Linked DNA regions of Zea mays: regions 2 and 3 are each linked to region 1. The links are chromatin contacts, called in public Hi-C maps. All regions are on one chromosome and are shown on one strand. Each heading gives the region's core, a stretch centred on a gene start, on an enhancer-like site or on the middle of the called end of the contact. The rest is flanking DNA. Distances are from core to core; before and after follow the strand shown.

The links. Hi-C and Micro-C count contacts between places; a contact is called where the count stands out from the background.
Region 2: a contact with region 1 is called in a Hi-C map of leaf, with 3 times the contacts expected there. The contact joins the promoter of LOC100304276 here to the promoter of LOC103643674 in region 1. A contact is called at or near these places in 7 of 25 Hi-C or Micro-C datasets (bundle sheath, ear, leaf and 2 more).
Region 3: a Hi-C map of ear shows a contact between it and region 1, with 2.1 times the contacts expected there. The contact joins the promoter of LOC103643670 here to the promoter of LOC103643674 in region 1. A contact is called at or near these places in 3 of 25 Hi-C or Micro-C datasets (ear, endosperm and leaf).

What each region holds. Positions count from the first base shown.
Region 1 is chr1:255,229,125-255,233,480 of Zm-B73-REFERENCE-NAM-5.0, forward strand. It overlaps LOC103643674 (fructokinase-like 2, chloroplastic), which reads left to right and starts at 1,800. Exons shown (of 5, transcript XM_008666858.3): 1 at 1,800-2,625; 2 at 2,857-3,149; 3 at 3,281-3,939. The coding sequence starts at 2,120. LOC103643675 (a long non-coding RNA gene) reads right to left here and starts at 2,396. Exons shown (of 4, transcript XR_004855532.1): 1 at 2,233-2,396; 2 at 539-1,801; 3 at 1-234.
Region 2 is chr1:254,847,984-254,852,381 of Zm-B73-REFERENCE-NAM-5.0, forward strand. It overlaps LOC100304276 (putative regulator of chromosome condensation (RCC1) family protein), which reads left to right and starts at 2,213. Exons shown (of 9, transcript NM_001165719.1): 1 at 2,213-2,362; 2 at 3,214-3,470. The coding sequence starts at 3,218. LOC100278337 reads right to left here and starts at 2,110. Exons shown (of 8, transcript NM_001407295.1): 1 at 1,816-2,110. It also overlaps a transcript of LOC100282360 not described here.
Region 3 is chr1:254,736,660-254,741,380 of Zm-B73-REFERENCE-NAM-5.0, forward strand. LOC103643670 (nucleolar protein 14) reads right to left here and starts at 1,952. Exons shown (of 14, transcript XM_008666838.3): 1 at 1,610-1,952; 2 at 1,410-1,544; 3 at 1,111-1,246; 4 at 533-615; 5 at 380-439. The coding sequence starts at 1,843.

The DNA.
Region 1 (4,356 bases), core at 550-3,049:
GTTTCTGTCAGTCCACATTTTTCCACGCACCATCTATGATCAGACCTAATAAGTAACAACAGACAACGACAGTCCCACGTTGTATGAACAATCGTGCACTGGGCACAAGAGCTGGTACATGCTCAAGCAGAAGAAGGCATATACAAAGTAACACCCTGCCATGATGGTATCCCATGTGGTGAAACAAGTACAAGAGATACAAATGCGTTGTATGTTCCCCAATTTCTGTTGCACCTGGAAATCAGTGGACTGACAATTACATGGAGCAAGGCAAACATATGCACACAAGTCAGAGTGTACATCCATCTTATTCACTAACAAGAGATAGTTTATTTGAAAAATGAAATAGCAATATCATACTAATGGACAAGTGCAAAAGTCTCTGAAAGAGAGAAAAAAACAAGGGCAAAAGCTTAAGGCTTTGGTTCAAAAAAACATCCCCATCTTTTATTTGCTTCAACAATGCATCACAAACCTTTGTATATCAACATCAAATCTACCATTGCATGTGGGATTGACACACTCACACACATCCCACCTTGAAATCCTTTTTCCTGGATGGTTCAAGTAACATACTAGTACATGTGAAGCAATAATGCTCCCTTGACAATTCTCCCTTCTGATGGATGACACACCAGAAAGAAGCTGAGGGTTCTGTTAAGAATATTTAGAAGGGTCAACAATATTCTCAACGAAGGAATCTCTGCCAGTTCCATTAAGCCATAAAATTGAGTTAAATCTTCCCTTCAAGCTTAGTGTGATGTTCTTGTTTAGCTCTGCTTGATTCCTTTTTTCCTGTACAGTTTTTTTTGGGTTCTTATTCTTCTCTGTTAATAGAAGAGATCTCCAACTGTTCTGTTCAAAAAGTTCTCTGCCAGTTCCATGTAAGACACTTGAGTATTGCTCAGAGGCTATATAAACCCAGATTGTAGCCTATGCAATGTGAATAGATCCCCTGCCATGTACACACAATGTGAGAAACAGAGGTTAAGGCACCTGCGAGATACATCATTCACTATATATGCTCCTCGATTTACAGTTTCACCTGCACTTCTGCATATAATTGTATTCATGGATAAGCTTCTTTCTATCTCAAGTATCTTTAACGACTGCACCCAGCACAGGAATCAACCTTTGAAGCTCTTCCTCCTCTGAGAGCCTTGTTGCAAAATGGCACGTGGATCGAGTGCCAATGCCAACTGTATCTGCATGTTCAGATGTTAGCAATTTGACCTCAGAAAAACAGCATCCACTCAAGAATTTCCACCTGTCACTAAAGATATCTGGCTTCAGATTATGTCTATGAGGCCATGACCCACAGGCAACACTATTATTAGGCCTTCTTTTATGATCAAACAAAGGCTCTCCATGAAGGTTCTTCCACAGTTTAAAGTGCACATTTCAGCATATTGAGAGAATGCCAACTTTGCATTGATCCAAGGATCAAGAGATCCTAGAAGATCCATCAAAAGGAGCTAGAAAAAAAAATGCTCTCTCATATTTCCGTTCGTTTGATGCTTATCATAAAATATCACATCCAGATCAACTGGTCTGGGACTATATCTTCATCAGTTTGGCATAAATCGTAATCATGTCGTCCAAGCTTGGTTGTCCATCTTACAACAGAATATATGAACAGTGGTTGATCAGGTGCTGTACTGATTGTGTATCATCCACGTTGCTCCCTAAAGCAACGACAATCTCTTGCCCTTGGGAGCTTGCAAAGACATAGGATTCCACAGATGAATGGTGCCTCGGGAAATGCACGCCCGCCCTTGTTAAGGACCCAACAAGCTCGGTACTGCCAACATGAGAGGAAAATTAGCAAACTGTTTTATATCAGAATGAGCATTTGAAGCTAAACAATCCTTTGAAACGGAAATCTGAAGTAGAGTAGCTTCATTTCCACATCTGTAGCACTGTGGCAGTAGACATGAGGAGACCAAGAGCAGGGGGGAAGATAGGATTCCAACAGAGCAACAGTGGCCGGTGCTGGAAATTGAAAAGTCGGAGCCGGACAAGTATGGCGGAACCACTGTGACCTCGAGGCGAGAATACGACAGGATTCTTTTCGGTAAACAACAACGACAACAATAACCGCTAAAACTAGTTGGGAAAAATGGTGGCAAGCAGCATAGGAATCAAGGGTTCTACAACAAATGTCAGCATGGATGTGAGAAGATACAACTCGATGCCATTCCATTATACGGGGGAAGAAGAAGAGATCGGTACCTCCCGAGCGAAAAAAATTGGACTGGGGAAGTGCGGAGGAGGCCCGATTTCATTTGATTTGAGGCGGCGCAGGCACAGAGGAGAGCGCTGCGCCATGCGCCGACTGGGGAGGAAAACAACAGGTTACGCGAACAGAATAAGAAAGCGAATTAATGGAATACGCCTTTTCTGGTATGACGTTTCTACCCCTTATCCTCATAACTATGGGCCAAAGTGTAATTTGCTCCGGCCAAATCTCCGTTCCCCTCCTTGTCCCCTGGGGTTTTGCTGTTCCTCGTTGCTGAGCAGTGATTGGAGGGGCTACCGGGATTTTTGCTACTTGCCTCCATTGATGGCTTATCTTCTTCTCCATCCTCAGTTCACTTGCTCCCAGCCCCCTTCTCATCGATTGAGGTAATCTCTCAACATAGTGAATCCGTTGCTGTATATCCCAATTATCAATGCGAGTCCGCGTGAAACATGCCGTTTCCCCCCGTATGGTCGCTGCAGTCTGTGGTGCGATAGAGGAGATTAGGAGCCAGAATTGTGTCTTTGTTCATTCTGGGACTAGAAATGCGGCTCTGTCCTGTGATTCATGGACCTGGATATTGTCTGGTCAAGTCATTTGGATTGTGTTGTGCGCAGGGGTCAAATACATTACAAGACAAACAATATGGGGAAGAACATGGCTAAATCTACAGTGAGTTTGCTTAACCGCAGTGCTAATTTTGCATCAAGGACTTCACAAGATGCCGTGGATGGGTTAAGCGATGAAAGTGACGGTGAAACCTCAACAAAAAAGAAGAGAACCCCAAGACGTGGAAGAAAGAAAGCCACCGTTGAAACATCGAGAGATGTAGGAGAAGAAATCGAAGTCATCACTGAACAAACGGCCGCTGAAGAGACTAAGGAAGTTAAGAGGAGAGGCCGCAAGAAAGGTAAATACCTACATATTGGTTGCATTTTTGCAGCACTTCTGTTTCTATATGCTGCGGTTTTCATAATTTTTCTCGACTGGGAACAGCTTAGCAAGTCACAATTTTTCTCTGTTCTGTCTATTCTGTTACAGCTGCTACTTCTGCAAGCTCAGAAGAGGAGAAGGATAAGGCCAAGGAACCGAAGAAGAGGGGACGTAGAAAAGTTAAGACTGTAGAGGAACCTATTGATAATGCTGGAGAGCATCTGAGCAAAGATTTGATGCTCTATAATGAAAGAGAAGATCAGACTCGTCTACAGAATTCTGCCAGTGTTCTGGAAAGTAAAATAGCGTCAGTGCTACATGAGGATATTGGAGAGGTTGACGATTTAATTCCGCTCGTGTGCTGCTTTGGACCTGCCAAATACTCCTTTATTCCTTCTGGAAGACCAGCAAATAGGTTGATAGACCATGAGATTCATGATAGAATGAAGGACATGTTTTGGTCTCCAGACAAATTTGTGAGGGCACCAGGAGGGTCTTCATCCAATGTTGCTCTAGCTTTAGCAGCGATTGGTGGAAGGGTTGCATTCATGGGAAAATTAGGTGATGATGACTACGGTCAAAGTTTGCTGTATCACTTAAACATCAATGGAGTTCAAACTCGAGCAGTTTATATGGACCCTTCAGCACCAACTGCTGTGTCTTTGATGAAGGTCAGAACCGAAGGAAGTCTGAAGACAAACTGTGTTAAACCTTGTGCTGAGGATTGTTTCCTGCCGTCTGATATCAACCCGGCAGTTCTAAAAGAGGTAAATATCAAACCATCATCAAATTTAAATCCTGTGATATCATATCCTATGTATAATACTTTATGTTTTAGATGCTCTGTGCAACATTTATTTATTAATAATGATATGTGATCCTGAAAATACTTAGCTTTTCACTTTGTACACATGTAGGTGTGGGTCCTCTTCTATTTCAGAACATAAAGGATGCATTTTTAAAATATCTGACGGGAGAAACTGTTGTACTTCATTTTGTACTCTTCTACTCTACCAATACATCAAATTTCAAGTTATAATTCATCATATGTTAAGAGATATAAAAAAATAAAATTCTATCATTTTTAATCATTCATATTGGATAGAATTTTGTCTTTTTTATATCTCTTAACATATAATGAATTATAACTTGAGATTTGATATATTGGTAGAGTAAATAATGAA
Region 2 (4,398 bases), core at 963-3,462, 380 kb before region 1:
TACTCCAGAAGAAGAATTTCCTTGACACCAAGAGACAAGGGTTTTGGAATATTGAAAATTCGAGAGGCTTATGGCAAAAAATTATTGCCAGTAAATACATTAAGGGAAAAACCCTTATTTTAGTTAAACAAAAACAAAGTGATTCTCATTTCTGGAAAAAAATTCTGAGTTTGCGTGACAATTTTTATAAATACTGTAAATCTGCGGTTGGTAATGGTCTGAAGACTAGTTTCTGGAAAAGTATTTGGATTGGTAATTTGCCTCTGTCTGTTCAGTTTCCTGTTCTTTTTTACTTGGTCTATGACAAAGATGTTACCGTTAATGATGTATTCACATCTAATTTTGAGACTCTTACTTTTAGAAGAAGGATTGTGGGTAATTTGAGGATGTTATTCGATGAAATGATAAGTTGTAATCAGGTGTCTTTGTCTGATCAGGAGGATAAAATTGTGTGGAATCTGGGGAAAAAAGGCTTCTCAGTTAACCCTATGTACAAAAAGAAAATGGAAGATCAAATTTTGATTTCATATAAGTTCTTGTGGAAATCTAAATTGCCTCATAAAATAAAGGTTTTCTTTTGGTTAGTTGTAAGAAATAAAATTCTTACTAAGGACAACTTGAAGAAAAGGAACTGGATTGGTTCTTTGGATTGCTGTTTCTATGGGGTTGATGAATCTATCGATCATCTGTTCTTTCATTGCCCCATTGCAAAGTATATGTGGAGAGTGATTCAAGTTGCCTTGAATTTGAGACTGATTCCGAATAGTATCAGCTACCTTTATGACAATTGGTTAAGTAAACCAAAAGACAAAACTGCTAATTTGGTTTTGTTTGGTTGTGGTGCTTTATTCTGGGCTATTTGGCGCACTAGAAATGATTGGTGCTTTGGAAAGAAACATTTGCTTGATCCTTCTAACATTATTTTTCTTTGCTGCTTCTAGCTGGATTCATGGGCTACTCGTCAGAAAAAGAAGGAGCAAAAAATGGTGGTTCTAGGAAGCAAGCTAATCCGAAAGACGGCAAGTGAGGCATTCGGCCGGGCCTTTGGGTGGTGCCCTTTAGATAGGCGCATTTCTGGTTGATATGGAAGCTGGAACTTGGAAGATGGTGATGAAGTTTGTTTGTCTCTTGATGGTTGGCTTGTTCAGTTCCTTTTGTGGCTTCTGCCTGTCTGATTGGGTTGTAAATAAGAAAGTCTTATGTAGTTAATCGTAGGCCAAACTTTCTCTGCTATCTTAGGCTCTTCACTAATCTAGTTTGATAGTGTTTAGAGTCTAGATAGGGTTCTGGCCGTGTTCGATCTTTTGGGATGATGTGCCGCGTGGTTGTGGATGTTTCAAACTTTCCTATTTCTTAATGAAATAGGGGGCTTCGCCCCTTCGTAAAAAAAAAACCAAGAGACAAGGGCATATGCTCCCTTTCCAGAATGGAAGCGTATCTTAATCGGTTCATTCTATAACCACCTCATCCATAATACTAATATGCTGGTTCATGGTTCATCCACCTAAACTCAACAGTTTAATCCCATGATTTGGCCAAGATGGCCATATCCAAAACTTATTTCAACCAGTGTTATCGAGAAAAGATTTTTTTTACTAGACAAAACAATAATATATTTCCTAATTATGATCAAATTGTCGTTCTACCGAAACAAATAAAAAATGCGGTAGCCCTACCCCTCCATGATGAATCAACTTGCCCTCAAATAATTGCGCTTTCCCCCCAGAATAGTACGATACAATCACCATTTCCTGAAGCAAAGGCGCCTAACAAATTAGCATAAACAACGAGAGTAGGTGAAACAAAGAAACGAACCCTGGGAGTGCCGAGTTTCGCGAGGGACGGGATGCGGACGTAGAGCAGGCGATCTGGCATGCACAAGCACGGGGAGATCCTTCGTTTTCCTCCACAGCTTCGTCGATAGAGATTTACGCCATTTGTTTATCAGCGTTCTTTCCTCGTGTAATTCGTGGAAGGATGGAGAAGCAGTCGCCGAATTTGGTCGGTAGGCGTTGGTGGTCTCGGTTCACGCTCCAGACCCGTGCTCTCAGCAACCTGCTAACCTCCCCTGGACCCGGTTCACGCTAGGCACGTGACGTGATCACGTGAGCCGCTTTGTCTCTCTGCCGTCCCTGTGTGGCTCGTGTGGCTGGCTGTGTCCTCCATCCTTTCAAGGACCTCGGGAATCCAGAAAATTCCGGTGGTCGGTGCCCACGGACAGGCGTGTGCGCCACGAGCCCGACGAACAAGGGAACGAGGCCATTTCCACCGGTCAAACTAGGAGAAGCAAGCAAAGCTCCCCGCCATTAGTAGAATCCGCCCGAAGTCTGCCCCGCTCTTCGGCCTCGTCCCTTCTCTCCAGGTGAGCGCTGGATGAACCTCTGCTCGGCTTTCTGCGTTGCGCTAATCGATTGCTGGATGGTCGCCAGTCTGATTTGATGAAACAGAAGTTGGGGAAATTGAGGATCTCCTTAGGTAGGAGGATAGATTTAGCTCTTTCTCCAATTTCAAATAATGGATAAGTTTCAGTTTAAGCTATTGTTCATTTTATCTGGATTCCTTAGCCGGTGACGTGTCCCGATGGACATTTTGTGGACTATTAGGGGATGGTTCCCGATACCTTAAGCTTGTTCTTCCTGCAGCTGCCTGTTTACCCCATATGTAGTGCCGCAGTTGCCGTCTTACACACGTTGCGATCTTGTTAGCAAGGGTGATTTAGTTTTGTAGCTTCAATGTGCTCTGTTTGCAAAATTCTATTAAAGTGACTTAAATCTTTGAGAAGACATAGATGTGTTCTGAATTAGGGCGGCATTTGTTCATCCTACCAAATTTGCTGGTTCAAACTGCTTATTTGATGGCGTAATTGTTCAGTTCCAAATGGTACTTTTGTTCTCTATACGATCTCTGTAGGATTACCATGAGTCCATGACAGATAGTCTCATTAATGACAATTTTATCTTTTGATGAACATATTAGTTGTTAATGAGAACATGAAAGAGGAAATGGACACCCTTAATGCTGTGAATGGAAACAGTCATTCATCAAAGCTGGGATGTTTTTTTTGGGCCGAACTGCTCTCTTTTGTTATTTTTTGGCCTGATGGTCTCAACAGATTCACTTGCACTGTTCTATCTCTCTGTCTATTGGTTTAATGGTTGCACTGCTCTGCTTGTTTGTTGTTGTGCTTATCTTTTATTCATCATAATCAACCAGGGCCATGGATGTAGATGATGTGCTCAGTAACTTGCGTGTTGTTGGTGTGCCAACAAAGAGTGCAATTTACATATGGGGTTATAACCACAGTGGCCAGACTGCCCGAAAGGGCAAGGAATGCCACTTGAGGATCCCCAAGAGCCTCCCTCCCAAACTATTCAAATTGGGGAATGGGAAGAGCCTCAGGTGGACCGATATTGCATGTGGCCGTGAGCATACCGCTGCAGTTGCTTCCGATGGATCACTGTTCACCTGGGGTAAGTTCTGCACACTTCGTTCGAATACGTGCATGTTAGAGTGCCAAAAAAATTAAATATAGTTTAGATGAGAGAACTAACACCTTAATTGCAATGTTGTACTAAGAGATGCCATAGCTGAGTTACTATATGTGTTTATTTTGCTAGTTGTACCTGGAGATAACCATCTCTGGTATTTTTTTCTCTCGAACGCACAGGAGAACTGCACGTCATTATATTAAGAAGGAAAAAAGGTCCAAAATAGACCGAGTACAAAAAATACCCCAGTAGGGGCAGGATACATACTACCATAAAACTAAACCTAAGGTGGCCAAAATAAACTTAAATTCACAGCACCAGCCTGGTGCCAAACAGCAGCATCCTCCTTTATGGTTTGGAGTATACGAGAGACTTGGAGAGGCACCATCAAAGGCGCAGACGTTTCTATGTTTCCAAATCCACCAGGCAACGAGAATGACAAGCGAGTTGAAACCTTTTCTGTGTAGCTTTTGAACTCTTCTCTCTGTCCCATTCCACCAAACTTGCAAACAAATGTCCTGCCGTAGCGAACTGCTGCAAATTGACCATGCTTAACACAGTGAACCACACACTCCTAGCAAAAACACAATGGATCAGCAGGTGATTGATGCTTTCTTCTTCTTGATCGCAAAGAGGACAAAACTCCGGATGGTCTCTGGTATTGAAAGAGCCAGTCCTCTGTTCATGTGTACTTAGTACATTAGAAATTGTTTTCTTGTGCTTCTGTTTTCAATTATGTTAGTAACAAGATCCAAGTAACTGTGAACACTACTCTTCGGAAGGCACATCTAAATTGGCTTCACCCAGTGAGCTTGATGCACCCTTCTATTGGAGTCCTAATTCTACTGGCTCAAAAGATCCAAAACCTGCTACTGACTCTTTTTGCTGCTGGACATGGATCAATGTTCTC
Region 3 (4,721 bases), core at 702-3,201, 490 kb before region 1:
ACAAGACATACAAAGTTAAATTCAGCTTTCTTTGGTGTAGGGAGAAGTCAGAAATGTTGGGATACGTCTCAAAAGGTTTGTGAAAAAAGCGAAAGTAACAAAAATTGAACACATTGAGATGTAAGTACCACAAGTTGAACGTAATGAAGTAAGCAGTTATTGAAAGTTTGAAACTCAATATGTTCTAATCCAATTACCTAGGTATTTTCGTTGAGGCTTCAGATCATTAGTTGATGTCAGCAGAAGCCGAAAGCACAACCCAATAATGAGCCCTAGGTTAATACTAAAGGGAAAGATATTGTTCTAGGTAACACTACCATGCCATGACACGCTAGCCAAAAAAAGGCTTGTTAAGAGTTAGATCACACACAATACCCACCTTATAAAATTTACTCTTTGAAATGATCTCCGTCATAACTTCCTTCTTGCTCTTCTGCCCCTGCTAACACAAGATAAGTAGAATGAGGTAACCTCATATGGATCACATGATTGCATTTACATCTCAATTTCTCTATGTGGCTATAAAACTCACGTGTGTTTCTTGTGGTAGATCAGTTATTGAAGGATGGTCATCACTTTGGAGAGATAAACGCTTCTTTGAGAGGACCATTTTACCTGGAAGTATAAAGATTGAAAGCAAATGAACAACATAGAAACAAAACATGAACTGATATGCATAGAAATACAATTCTTTATACTGCTATAATATTATCACCATTCTTATTATCTCCATCATTGAGGTAACAAGCTCAAAATGGCATAATTAAATCCAGCAGTTGCTTTTCGCAATGCAAACCGGTTACTACAATAACTAGTTATTGAAGCATCATACTAACACAAGATTTATAGGTCCACATCAAAATAACTTTTGTTCTACTCACAGTACTAACAGAAAGTAAGCCCAAACAAGAATATGGAGAACAAGGTGAAATCAAAAGATCACAATGCAGTCTGGCATCCAGTTCACAGTCAAAATATAATTGCATAACAGAAAAGACAAGATCATACTGCACATAATGCTGATGCTAGACACTAGACAATCTCACATGATCTAGATGGATAAACTATAACAACTGGAGAGGATTGTATTCCAGCCAGAGATAGGTGTACCTTCCTCGTCGCTCCCATCATCGAGAGGCACTTCCTCATCAAAATCATCATTTTCCGATAGCAGCACATTATGAATATTGATTTCGTCTTCATCATCATCTGATAGATTGTACTTGCTTTCTCGTTTCAACTTGGCCTAACCAATAGAAGAATGGGTTGATAAACCATAAGTTCACAACAGATACTGGTTTATGTTGGTCTCTTTTGCACCGAAGCATGTCAATGTCGGGAGAAATACTAGAGATGTCAGTGTCGCTCTTCAATTAATGAACTATGAACTATCTCTAAGCGCAACATACCAAGCGCTCGCGTTGCTGGCGAAGGATGGCCTTGTCGAACTCGGGCAGTGTGTCGTCCCTCTCGCCGATACGCCGGTCGTGGAACACGGACGACTTGGCGCTCTCAACGAACTCCTTGAGCAGCGTGTTCTCCCTCTGCAGCAAGGCAAGAGGAATCAGCCACCAATCAACCAGCGGAAAAGCAGCTAAGCAGCAGTTACCTTGCGGATGGCCTCGGAACGTGAGCGCGATACGCGCCGCTCCTCGCCCTTGCGCTTCTTGCCGAGCACGTCGAACTTGCGGCGCGACCAGATGGCCTCGAACGGGTTGTTCCGCTCCTCCGCCGCCGCGCCACGAGCCTTCATGGCCACCTTGGCCGGGCCATTCTTGCCTTTCTTCTTTCCTTTGCTCTTCTTCTTCTCGCCCGCCGCCGCCATGGGCTTCGTCTTCGCCATGTCCGGACAGGAGGACAGAGCGACGGGGAAGGTTCCGCCGCTAGGGTTTAGATGTTTCTCTGGGATTTGCGTTTACTGGACAGAGGAGCTCGCTTCTCTGAGATTGAATGTTGGGCTGGTTCATATTATGGGCCACACATGACAATGCACCGAGGGTCAAGGCCCAATAAGCAACAAACAACTTTCTCAGAACAAAAAGGTGTCATTTCTTTCCTCTACTAAAATATCATTTCTTCGATGCAAAGTGTCATTAAAATAAAAGCAGTTTAAAATTATTTTTTACAAATAAAATATTAACAACACTTACATTGTTTTTGTGTAAAATTTAAAAGGGCAGTAGGCTAGTTTTAGTGGGAGTTTAGTTTGCATTTAATAATTTGCCACGTAAACATTTAAATAGTGTGGCAATCTTTTTAAGAAGAGAGAATAAATGAGTTTTATAGATATGAAACTCGCTTGGCACTATTAAAAAATCTCTATATTAACAACATTTACATCGTTGAGAATGAGTGCCTCATCCATTTCCATTCCATTATATATGGCACTTGCAGTCGTAAAAACAACAATATAAAACTCTTGGGTCAATAATCTGATGGCATACCAGGAATTTTTCCAAAACGGGTCAATTCCCTGTATTATATTGAAAAATATACTTGTTCCTTGTGCCCACATGCCATACACATAAAAAATATACCTATATGCCTCTGAGTGGCACACAAGAAATGAATATAAAATCGGATGGCATACCAGGAATTTTTCCAAAACTCTTAGAGTATGCATTGTCAGTTCTTTGAAGCCCATATGTATAAATTCTAATAAGTATCAAAGACCCTTTCCGTGACTTGAACTCCTTGAATGTGTCATGCATGCCTAACAAGTTTGTGGCCAAATATATTACTACAAAGTTGCTCCTTCAGAAGGGGATTCGACATAACTCTCAAACAAAAGAGAAATGAAATATTTGTTAAAACCTAATAACGTCTTTTGATGTTGATGAGAAGGCTCAAGCTAATGACGTTATTTGAGAAGGGGAGCGAGGGCTATTCTAGCACCAACATGGTGTACAAAACCCCACACTGCCACACGGCAAGAACAAAACAAAGAATAAGCCTTTCAATGCCAAACCAACAAGTACCTTCAAGAAGAAGAAGAAAGCAAAGTTGTTTTGCTTAAGCTGTGGAGAGCTTGGTCATTTTTTCTAAGTGTCCGGATTGAGCGGATTGCAAAATGAAAAAAGAAGAACGTCAACATCATGACTATTAGCAATACTGATGATGAGACCGCCCATCCGGACAAACAGTTCCTCTAGAGACTCATAATATGGCTTGCTTACTTGGAGGAAGCCATTCACAACACCAGTTTTTTTCCCTCTTGTAATTCCTGTAGTCAATATGAAATGAACTTTCCTACCCACTGTTCCAATTTGTAGATTGTTTTGGTTTTTCTATACATGGTTTTTTACTACTCTACATCTAGATATATTTGGAATCTGAAAAAATTGAACGAAATAGCACTGAAATGTATGCAGGTGGTACCCAATTACTCAGTCGACGTCTGCAAACATCTTTAGCCTCAGCCCGGTCTTTGGTGCCATCATATATTTTATCGTGTAAAATGTTTTTAGATCATTTCAACTAATTAACTCCCCTAAATACCATATTGTATTTTTTAAAAGGAAAAGATTATACAGTACTTTTACATGATGAGAATATTCATCCCTACTACCTAAAAATATATAGAAAAGAGGCATACTGATACATCATAAGTTGTGTAGTTTGGCACATCTCCCGAGTGGAACTCCATATCATCTAGAATCAACCGCATCGCAACAGAGGAAAAACATTACTCAACAAAACAGTATTGAAACAAAAAGCAGTCATGCATATTTATTAAAGTGATAAAGAACTAAAGGAGTAGATAGAGAACCATTCCTAGAATGGTTAGAAAGAATTGTGAGACTTCTTTAAGCATTTGACACTTTGACTATGAAGCAACTATGAGCATGGCAAAGTTGCTCGCATAGTTGGACACAAAGATATGTACCGGCCCATCCTCCGCGGAAAAGCTCATATATAGAGTCAACATCGCACAAACTTTAAACATCAAACTAGGGATGGCAATGGGTATAAATCCGTCGGGTTTTGCCATCCTAGACTTCGTACCCATGAAAAATATCTATACCCATTAAAAACGCATACCCATGACGGGTTTGAAATTTTGGCCAAACACGTACCCATCGGGTTACCAGGTACCCACAGTTTACCCGCGGGTTTCATCTCCAACATACTAGTTATTCTCATAATCAATAAGTATCGTAATGATTAACAAGATCATAGTCCAAAAATTATGTGATGAACAACGAGTTCATGATTTGGTATAAAAATATTAGTAGAGAGAATGAAAACAAATAATAAGTTGTATAATTAAGTGATCTTGCACTAAGTTATCCATCCACCACATATATAATGCTAGTAAAACTATAATAGCAAATAGGCAACACTCTCACCAACTATATATACAGTCATCATTTGATGAAAAAATAGGAAGTAAATTGGGAGATAACAACTTTGTTGTTTGTTTATAAAATAAAATGGCAATATGCACTAGGTTTGGTCGGTTTAAAACCCCATGGGTTCACGGGTTCGGGTACTGTTGGAACAAACTCATACCCATGAACCCGCTAGGTATAGATTTATGCCCATTAACAAAACCATGGGTATGGAAAATGACCCAAACTCATACCCTAATGGGGTAAGAACCCATTGGGTTTCGGGTACCCATTACTATCCCTACACCAAACCAATCCTCGCAATCACATATTCCAACACCAAAATCATCACCACATAGCAATGATTTAGCATACAAATACAAACTTCTA